2 separate regions of the Zea mays genome follow, and region 1 is linked to region 2. The links are chromatin contacts, called in public Hi-C maps. All regions are on one chromosome and are shown on one strand. The core of a region is the stretch at or near the end of the contact, and the rest is flanking DNA. Distances in the headings are between cores, read along the strand shown.

Region 1 (4,684 bases), core at 418-2,917, 400 kb before region 2:
TCAAAAAAAACCTAATGTTATGTTACCTGCAGTAATGTGCACAAGTCTTACCATGAACATAGCAGCAGGACCAAGCGGTGGCAGCCTTCCAGCATCAACCATAATGGGTTCATTGAATATGTACGACTTGAGAACTTCAGTAGAGGTTGTCTGTGGGTATCCAAAGTCCTGATTGCACAACTCAACTTGTTTGAAAAAAACATACAAAATGCTAACAGAAGATGGTAGCAAGCATTCCCATAAACAGATGAATCATACAAATCACTGTGGAAGCCCACAACTTGTTTGTTAGATATTACAAATTAGGCTTTGCTAGTGACTAAAAACCAGGTCACAAAGGATACAAGTTCAGAATGGCGTAGAGTACTTACAATGACTTCATCAAGCAATTCATACACCAAAATAAAGTTCTTCCGCAATGAATCTTCATTAAGAACGCCGAGATAATCTTTTGTAACACGTGCAATCCTTTGAAGAAGCTCCAAGAGAAGGGATGGGGAGACATTAACCATTGTGGTTACCACAAAAAATAGTCCAGCGACTTTGACATGAATATAGTTAACCCCATCGACATTCTGTCATAGTAAAATGTAAGAATACCGATTGTCCCATCAAACAGTAAAGCGAGGCATAAATAAACAGATCACAGGTGGAACCACTGTCTTTTCATACTGTTTAAAGTCAAGTATTAAATTTGCCAAAAATGATCCACAAAAGGCTCCGTAGACGCAGCTGATAGAGACAATTACACATCACGGTAAAAACCATTTTTCATTGAATAGAAAATTGCTTTTTGTTAATGAGCATAGTTCCTGTTAATCCTGAACGTATGTAGAGTAGGTAGAGTAAACCACATAAGGTATGACACCCAGTTTTACTCCGGTTCATCTTAAAGCGTCTGTCCAAGACAGTACGTGGATGGCACACAAAAATGTACCGTTAAATGTTTTAACCAAATGGTCCATACAGATTGATGGTAACAGATAACGGATGGCAACATAAGCACATGATACGAAAGGAAATTTGACAATAACGCACAACTCACATTGTGCTGTATGTCCAACCGATTTTCTAAGGTAATGCTGCAAAACCAACAATCCGACACCACTCACTAAACTATAAATGCACACATTCCACACAATCAAAGTGCTAGTCCCGATTAAACCACAAGCTTGGAAGTACAGCATTCAGCTAACACGAGGCGAGAATCACAGTTACTGCTGCTAAGTTGTCTACCGATGTTGCCCAAAGCTTGCAGTCTGAACAAGAGAGCGGGAGTAAGTAACAGATACGTACGAAGACCGGGGGCGCCTCCTCTGCCTCGTCGTCGTTCCAGAACTTGACCTTCCGGAAGAAGATCTCCGCGCTTCCCTTGGGCACCTCGCCGCGATCTGCCCACAAAAGGCCGCCACAGAGTTTATCCAATCAAATCAGCTCAATTCGGCCCAGATCGGGCGGCGGGGGACGGGATCTAAGATCTAGATCTTACAGTCGCGGAAGACGATGTGGTCGCCGCGCTGCGACAGAACGAAGAACTGCGATATCATCCCACCTCGCCGACGCCTCCTCGGGATCGCACGCGCAGATATCCTGGGCCGCTGGCCGCGCCGCCTTGCCTCTCCTTCCCCTCGCTTCCCTGCTGTGTGTGTCGGTGGGGTCGCAAGCTCGCAGCCGAGCGTGGTGCGTTGGTGTGGCTGTGATCGTGTTCATTGGGCCTGATCTACCATCAGTGACACAGGCCGGATTTTCCATTAACTAGAACATAGATGAGATGGGCCCGTATTTCTATTTCTTTTTTCTCGGCCCAACGTGCGTGTGTGTTTGGCCTTGTTGGTTTCCCTCCACAGGGGACAGCGCACACAGGCCACCAGTAGTGTAGTAGTACTTCCTGTTCCTGACAGTCACAGTCACAGTCACAGCTTTACTTTGCGTTCATGCGCAGACGCAGCTCACTGCTCCGGGCCTGAGATACATACATAGACACACTGAATATTGTGGCCATGCATCACCTCGACAGCAAATCACAACTACAAGAAGGTGAAGTTGAATATTGTGGCCATGCATCACACTGAATATTGCTTGCACGCACACGTACGCACCAGCATGGAAACTGGAAAGGAAAGGAACACAACTACAAGAAGGTGAAGCTGAAGTTTTGAAGACGCCTACAAGCTGCTGCTGACTGCTGAGTGCTGAGGCCAGGTCGGTGAGTCAGGTATCCTCTCCTAGTACAGCACCTGAACGACTTCCTTTCTTCAATCAATTATTATGTATGGATGGAGCATGATGCATCCACCTTTAAAACATTGCAAATCTTGTTTCCAATGCTCCAGGATGACGACATATTGCACTGACTGACGCAGAATCTCGCAGCCGTCTTGGCAAACAACATGGCCACTTGCCCACTTCCCAAGCTCAGAGAAGGGCATGTCCCAGGCATTGATAACTTCTGACCAACAAACACACACAACAAACAAAAGGTTCATAAGTCAGCGAGACATAATCACAAAACAAAATCAATCTACTATTATTTCTAGTACGCCAGCAGTCAGCGAAAGCAAAGCATAGCTGTCAACTTCACTCAGTTTCTCAACACAAACCAGGCGAGTGAAGGAAACCGGCAGTTTATTCCTATTGTTTGCAGCTGTCACCCGACAGCACAAATACACAAGAACACAGCCTGCTTGACATGACGAAATATCCGTTTGAGTAAGCAGAACACATACATCTAGTGAAGCAGTCAACCATGCATTTTTTGGTTTCATTCATTCATTCATGTCGATATATTGAAATCAACAGAACATGAGCAGAAGAGCAGGTGAATAGGAGAAGACCGTTCGATTGTGTGCATGAGTTCAGTTTATCAGAGACATAGCACAAACATTGTGTGCATGAGTTCAGTTTATCAGAGACATAGCACAAACATTTTTAGGCCATCTCCAGTAGTCCGTGCAAACGGGCATGCAAAACATTGTTTTGTACCGTAGACGACATTATTTAGAGAGTAGAGTTTGAAATAGGGAGCAGTATATGGAGTGTGATAGGGAGGCTGCTGGAGAAAGCCTAAGACTAGCATGTGAAAAAACGATCGTCCGATATTGTACGCTCTCCCATAGCACATGCATGCTTCTATGTTATTCCCTCCGTTCTTTTTTATTTGTCACATTTTAGTTCAAAAATGAACTAGCATGCAACAAATATTCAGGAACGGGAGGTAGTACCAAAAAATCACACCAGTTTATTAGACCTAGCCAGTAATTTTCATCCTGTGGCCATGCAGCGACAGGAGTTGTGATATGGATGACAGTCCACACAAAAACATATGAACAAAGACTGTAAAGGCATCGATCCCATATAAGGCAAATAAAAGGTCGTGTTCTCGGTCAAACAAAATCCGAGGATCGTGAGAAGAACTTGAGGTTAGCTGTTGCAAAACATACAGTGAACATGTCCAGATGCATGTGAAGGATTTTCTATCTTTCCCTTGAGAGCACAACAAAAGGAAGGATTATCTAAAAAGGCTTACTTGGATTCGAGAAACTCCCTGATATCAGACTGCTCTTCATAATCATCATCTTCGAGATTGATCACAGGAATTGTTCGCTCATTGGCCCTATTGTGAGCCTGTAGATTCGCAGACTGATTGAAAAGCACTTGCCCGTCGTGTAGATGGCAATTATCATGTGCGTGTTTCTCTGCACCATCATCTAGGAGCATTTTCTCGCTTTCCAGATTGTAGCTGTGCAAATCATAGACACCCATCTTGGGTTCTGACGCCATTTGGTAATCGCGGACAAGATGTCCATCCATGCCATCACTTAGCAGCAGCTGCTCACCAATCACACAGTCGTTTTCATGTTCCAGCTCACCAGCATTTTGATTCAGACGTAAATGCGAACCGCGCCAACATTGGATTCTAGTCGTATCATGCGCATCAATGCCAAGACCTACAGGTAATTTCTCATCCTCCAGCAGGTGAATATCCTGTGCGTCTTCAACAGCCTCGCTGTTCAGATCATACCTAATCAAGTCGTGCCCATTCTTCAGCATGTGACGCTCATCTTGACCTTGAAATTCTGAAGCATGGCAGTTAGTTTGCTGGTGTATCCAGCCAACTAAATCAGAAACATGGTCTGCTTGAGGATCACCAGCCATTTCACAGGCATCTGGAGTTTCGACGACGTTGAGGTCAAAAGGTCTGCACGAAGCTGGCAGCTCTGGTTTACCTTCACTATGTGGATGTGGAGCCACCATTTCATTTGTTGCTTCAGAGTAGGCATTGTCCTCACCTGATGTTTCCCTCGTACAAGCATCCATGACCATGGTGGGTGCATTGGCAGCTTCCCTGTCCTCTACGGCATTGCTGAGCTGGGACCCCCTATGCAAGGCCGGTTCCTTAACAGATTTCAACGGATGAACATCATCTTCACCATTCAAGCGAGCAGCTGCAAACTCACCGTCCTCGTCTTCAGAAACGTCTCGAGTGCGATTCAGTCCATGGATATCGAACTCCGCCTCCCCGTCTTCGGTAGCCATTGCCTGATCGGCACTGTCTGCAACCACCACTGAACTAGGCACCCTCCGCTGCTGCCTTGGCATTTCATCAACATGACCGTAGTGCACATCACAGTCTCCATCATCAGCAGCATCAGCAGGAATAATGCCAGAGTCTGTCACCTTGGTG
Region 2 (5,233 bases), core at 221-2,720:
CCTTGGAGCTGGAGAATCAACAGTGACATTCGGAGAGGATGCTGGTGTCGATGTGACAGATGCCGGTCCTGGTGTGCTCCCAGAGTTAGATAAAAAATCACTGGGTGGTCATGAGTTGAACATAGTCAAAATGCAGTTAACATTAATACCTGGAAATGTGGTGATTCCCTGGACACCAAAGAAGCACGTGACGATATCTTCATATGAAAGAATACCCCCTTGAGTGGCAAGGGTTACAAAAACCGCATTGCGGCACACGCTGAGGCCGACATTATCGTCTGAACCGATGAGGCGATGGAGGTACACGATGCCATAATTCAAGCAAGTCTTGCAGGTGATATCCAGCGACAGAGGGCCCCTGCAGCTCCCGATAACGTCATTGAAGTTCGGGGACTGCATCATTTCCAACACGGTATCCCGCCCAGCGCACTGATACGAAACCCTTATCTTGGGGCCCAGACCGCAGAAGACGTCGGCGTCGGTGGGGATCCCCCGCAGCTTGAATGTCTCGGACACGGAGCTGAGACAGATCTCAGCAAAGGCAGGAGGGACACCCAGCCTGCCGGTGGCATTGGCATAGCGGGCAATGGAGATGGCAACGAAGGCATTGATGTAGCGGCAGCACGCCGCCCGCTGCGTTGGGTCAGAGCAGGCTGCCGCAGCTAGTGTGAAATTTGCCCAGCTAAAATCCAGAGGGCAATCTGTGGAAGAAAAAGGAAACCGTTGCTTTTAGTAAGGCCCTAACACGATAGGTAAGGAGGGAGCAGGGCACGCACAAAATTGGGTAAAACCAATGTTTACTGCCTAATTGCCTCCGTTGGGCAATCCGCACTGAATCAACTAGAATGTTAGCGAGGGAGGGGGTTGAAATGTAGGGTTATTTTCCTACAAAGATGCTGTTTTTACGCGATCGTCAGCATAGGAGCTCATAGCAAGCTCGTCCTAGGATGAATCAAATCAGACACATACGAGTAGCATGGGAAAAAAGCAAAGTGCGGGTCACTTTGTAGTTTGTAGATCATCATACAATAACTATCGCATCCTGATCCATAACGGAACCAGCCGTGTCGCGAGAGGATCACAAAATAGTCAAATAGTGCGATTTACTCATCATAAGCAATGCAATAGATGAGGAGAGAAGCTGACCTCCGACGGCGGTTGCTGCGGGGCTCGGGGAGAAGAATAGAGGGGAGGAGGCGAAGAGCGATAGGAGAAGTAGCAGGGGAATGGGGAAGGACCGGCGGTGGGGGTGAAGCGCCGGCATTTGGAGGCGGCGGCGCGTGAGGAGTGGGAGTGAGAGTGAGAGTGGAGTGGAGTGGAGTGGGGAAGGGGCCGAAGAGGGGTTTCGGATCGCTGGGGCGGCGGCTGGGGCGAGGCGAGGTGAGGCGAGACAATGATTTGTTTTTTCGCGTTGCTTCCGGCGTACGAGTAGCCTCTCGACCGCGGGTGGTGGCTGTGGTTCCCCGTGACAACAAAAAGCCCTGGGGTTCTGTAGCGTTGCCCACCACCCTCCACCCACCCACCCCTAGGCAGCCTGTCCTGCTGCTCTTTTTGTTCAGATCATCAGCTCTCTGCACATGCATGGCACCCGTCGCCTCTTGAGATGGTCGTGGCTGATGGCTTGATGCAGAGAGGCAGAGCAGCATGCATTGCACCAGCATGCCGCCTCGACCCAACTTTCGCAACATACATACATACACCCCCACCAGGCCACTAGAACATGTTCGCTGTTGCCGTTTCTCCCTCTAGCCTCGCTGCTCTCAACTGAGATTCGAAGACTAACTTTTGGGTCATAAGGCCTCTCTAATCTCGGGTACTAAGAACTTCGATAATGATTGTGGTTCATACAAGAGTACTCTTTGTTAATCCTGCTAGACCGTATGATAGAGCGTACCAGGGCCGGAGCTGAGATTTTGGTGGCCTAGGGCCAACACAGAAATGAGGCCCCCTTATATTATATAAATATATATTCTTCTATAATACATATTTTTTTTATTTATAACAAGTAATATAATATCTAAAAATATACTAAATAAAATTTACAATACCTTAAAAAATTTCTTCTAACATTTCTGGAAGCAAATTCATTAAGCAAAACGAAATATATTTAATCTACAGGACTACAGATCACAAACAAGCACACGCTGATTAGGCAATAGGTCTGAGAACCGTACCTAAATCTTGTGTGTCGTGCGTGCGTGATGGATCACGTGGAGCTGCCGGTGAAGCAAGGCGTCAATGCGACGGCGAACCACGGAACCAGGCGTCCTGATTCCTGCCTGGACTCCAAGGCGGCGTGATGATCCAATTAGGTGGCGGCGCGTTACAGAATTAGGTCAAGGCGAGTTGTGCGCAGGAGCAGTCGAAGCGTTCGCGTGGTATAGCTGGGACGGATGGCCGGACGATCTAATCTAATTAATCTAATTAGGCGTAGGGAGGCAGGTAGCAAGCAGGTCAGGCCTGTGCGGACGATTGCTTGCAGGCCTGATTGCATGCAGGGCCCATCGCTTCAAGCCTTAACTGATCCAAGACTACTACATATGCATGCATGGGGGTGGGGCCCCTAGGATCTGGGGGCCCAAGGCGGCCGTCGTGGCAGCCCTGTAGTCAGCGCCAGCCCTGGAGCGTACAGAAGTAAACCCCTAGACCCCCTTGCTCTCCAGGCCGCCTAACGGACAAAGACCCTTAGGGCCCTCCGCACCTTGAGACACTTACCAAATAAGCCTCCAACGCATCTCATGGCATGGGGCATATATATGAGAGTATAAGCCCCTAAACCTCTCGCCTCTCAGGACATCTTACGTATAAGCCACCAAGGTCCCTCGCTCCTTAGGGCATCTAATGGTATGAGCTATCGAGGCTTCTCGCACCTAGGGCATCCAACAGTATAAGTCCTAGGGGACGCCATGCCCTAGGGCATCTGACAGCATAAGCCTCTAGGGTCAATCGCACCTGGGGCATCTAGTGATATAAGCTTATGAGGGCTAAAGATACTTTAAAGCAGACAAGAACTTATTAACATCCTCGTCCGATTTCGAGGGTGAAAGTTATGAAGGGTCCGCTAAAATAGTATGACACTGAGACATGTTGCCCTACATCAAAATATCTTAATATTGTTCCAATGTGATAACTTAGTAGATAAATCTTAGGTACAATATATTAAATGGGCAATGGGTGACATTTACGAGGATGTCACGGCGTGCAAACACGCAACGTAACTTGCAGGGCACTTGAGGCCCATAAACAGTACATGCATCGGTCCTATAGGCCCCAAAACACATGAATATTGTACCTAGAAATATGATTAGATAAGAAGTGCCAATAGGCAATCACTTGCGGGCAGCAAGACAATGTCACGAAGGTAATGCCATATGTTATAATTTCTACCTAGGTAGCCAATTTAGTGACTATCTTAAGGGATAGCCTCAGCATTTTCTGCATTTAATCTGATGTTATGGACACGCCACCGCCCCGAAATGCACACAACAGGCATGTGTACCTAGGCCAACTATGCACACATGGTCTATCTGACAGGAAATCTTATATGTCCGAGGATTGAAAGAATCATTGTTGCAAGCGTAGGATATTACAGATGATGGTGCTTATAGTAGAAGGTAAAAGGAGATATTTATATGTTAATAATAGAACAACATGATTACACCAGTGCATGACTACTATAAGAACACAACACAATCTGGTGACATGACATGGGCAGTTGGCTCTATGACAGGCAAGGGCCACATGAGATATTGAAAGTCACCTAGAGGGGGGGTGAATTGACGGAATCTGAAATTTATAAACTTGAGACACAACTACAAGCCGGGGTTAGCGTTAGAAATAAAATCAAGTCCGAGAGAGAGGGCAAAAAACAAATCAAAAGCAAATGAAGCGGATGACACGGTGATTTGTTTTACCGAGGTTCGATTCTTGCAAACCTACTCCCCGTTGAGGTGGTCACAAAGACCGGGTTTCTTTCAACCCTTTCTCTCTCTCAAACGGTTACCTAGACCGAGTGAGCTTTTCTCCTTAATCAAACGGGTCACTTAGACCCCTATAAGGTGAGAGCACCTATAGAGGGGGGGGTGAATAGGTGATCCTATAAAACTTCAAAAACTTATAGCCACAAAAACTTGGTTAATTGTTAGCACAATAATTGCCAAGTGGCTAAAGAGGAATCCTCAACAAAACACAATAACCAACAAGGATCAATCACAGAGATGGCACGGTGGTTATCCCGTGGTTCGGCCAAGACCAACGCTTGCCTACTCCACGTTGTGGCGTCCCAACGGACGAGGGTTGCAATCAACCCCTCTCAAGCGGTCCAAAGACCTACTTGAATACCACGGTGTTTTGTTTGCTTTTTCTCAATCTCGTTTGCGAGGAATCTCCACAACTTGGAGCCTCTTGCCCTTACACTTGAAATTCACAAAGAATACGGAGCAAGGGAGGGATTAGCAACGCACACAAGACACAAGAGTCAAAGTGTCAACACGCACACAAATCGCAACAAGAGCTCGCAACACGACTCAATGAGTTCACAACTCCACAAGAGCTCTATATGCTATCACAATGAAACGAATGCGCAAAATCTATGTCTTGGTGCTTAGAAATGTTGTAGGAATGCTTGGTATTCTCCTCCATGCGCCTAGGGGTCCCTTTTATAGCCCCAAGGCAGCTAGGAGCCGTTTGGAGCAATCTTGGAAGGCTGATCTTGCCTTCTGTCGACTGGCGCACCGGACAGTCCGGTGCACACCGGACACTGTCCGGTGCCCGATTTCCTTCCTTAAATAGCGAAGCCGACCGTTGGCAGCCTGAGAGCCGTTGGCGCACCGGACATGTCTGGTGCACACCGGACAGTCCGGTGCCATCTTCTAGCCGTTGGCTCGGCCACGTGTCCCGCGCAGATTGCGCGGCCGACCGTTGGCCCGGCCGACCGTTGGCTCACCGGACAGTCCGATGCACACCGGACAGTCCGGTGAATTATAGCCGTACGTCGCCGGTGAATTCCCGAGAGCGGCCAGTTCGCTCGAACCAGCCTGGCGCACCGGACAGTGTCCGGTGCCCCACCGGACACTGTCCGGTGCACCACCAGACAGTCCGGTGCTCCTAGACTCAGCAGATTCTTGGCTGCTCGAGCCAAGACATTTCCAATTGGATTTTTCCTGTTTCCAGCACTTAGACACAATACATTAGTCCATAAAACAATGTACTAAGTCTGAGAAACATACCTTTA

The links. Hi-C and Micro-C count contacts between places; a contact is called where the count stands out from the background.
Region 1: a Hi-C map of ear shows a contact between it and region 2, with 2.0 times the contacts expected there. The contact joins the promoter of LOC100272249 here to the promoter of LOC110013313 in region 2. A contact is called at or near these places in 2 of 25 Hi-C or Micro-C datasets (ear and endosperm).

Annotation. Positions count from the first base shown.
Region 1 is chr2:26,875,657-26,880,340 of Zm-B73-REFERENCE-NAM-5.0, reverse strand. It overlaps LOC100272249, which reads right to left and starts at 1,667. Exons shown (of 13, transcript NM_001328593.1): 1 at 1,490-1,667; 2 at 1,297-1,391; 3 at 372-575; 4 at 52-168. The coding sequence starts at 1,547. LOC103646175 reads right to left here. Exons shown (of 1, transcript XM_035965216.1): 1 at 3,523-4,684. The coding sequence ends at 3,523.
Region 2 is chr2:26,474,051-26,479,283 of Zm-B73-REFERENCE-NAM-5.0, reverse strand. LOC110013313 reads right to left here and starts at 1,470. Exons shown (of 9, transcript NM_001350163.1): 1 at 1,147-1,470; 2 at 150-701; 3 at 1-68. The coding sequence starts at 1,264.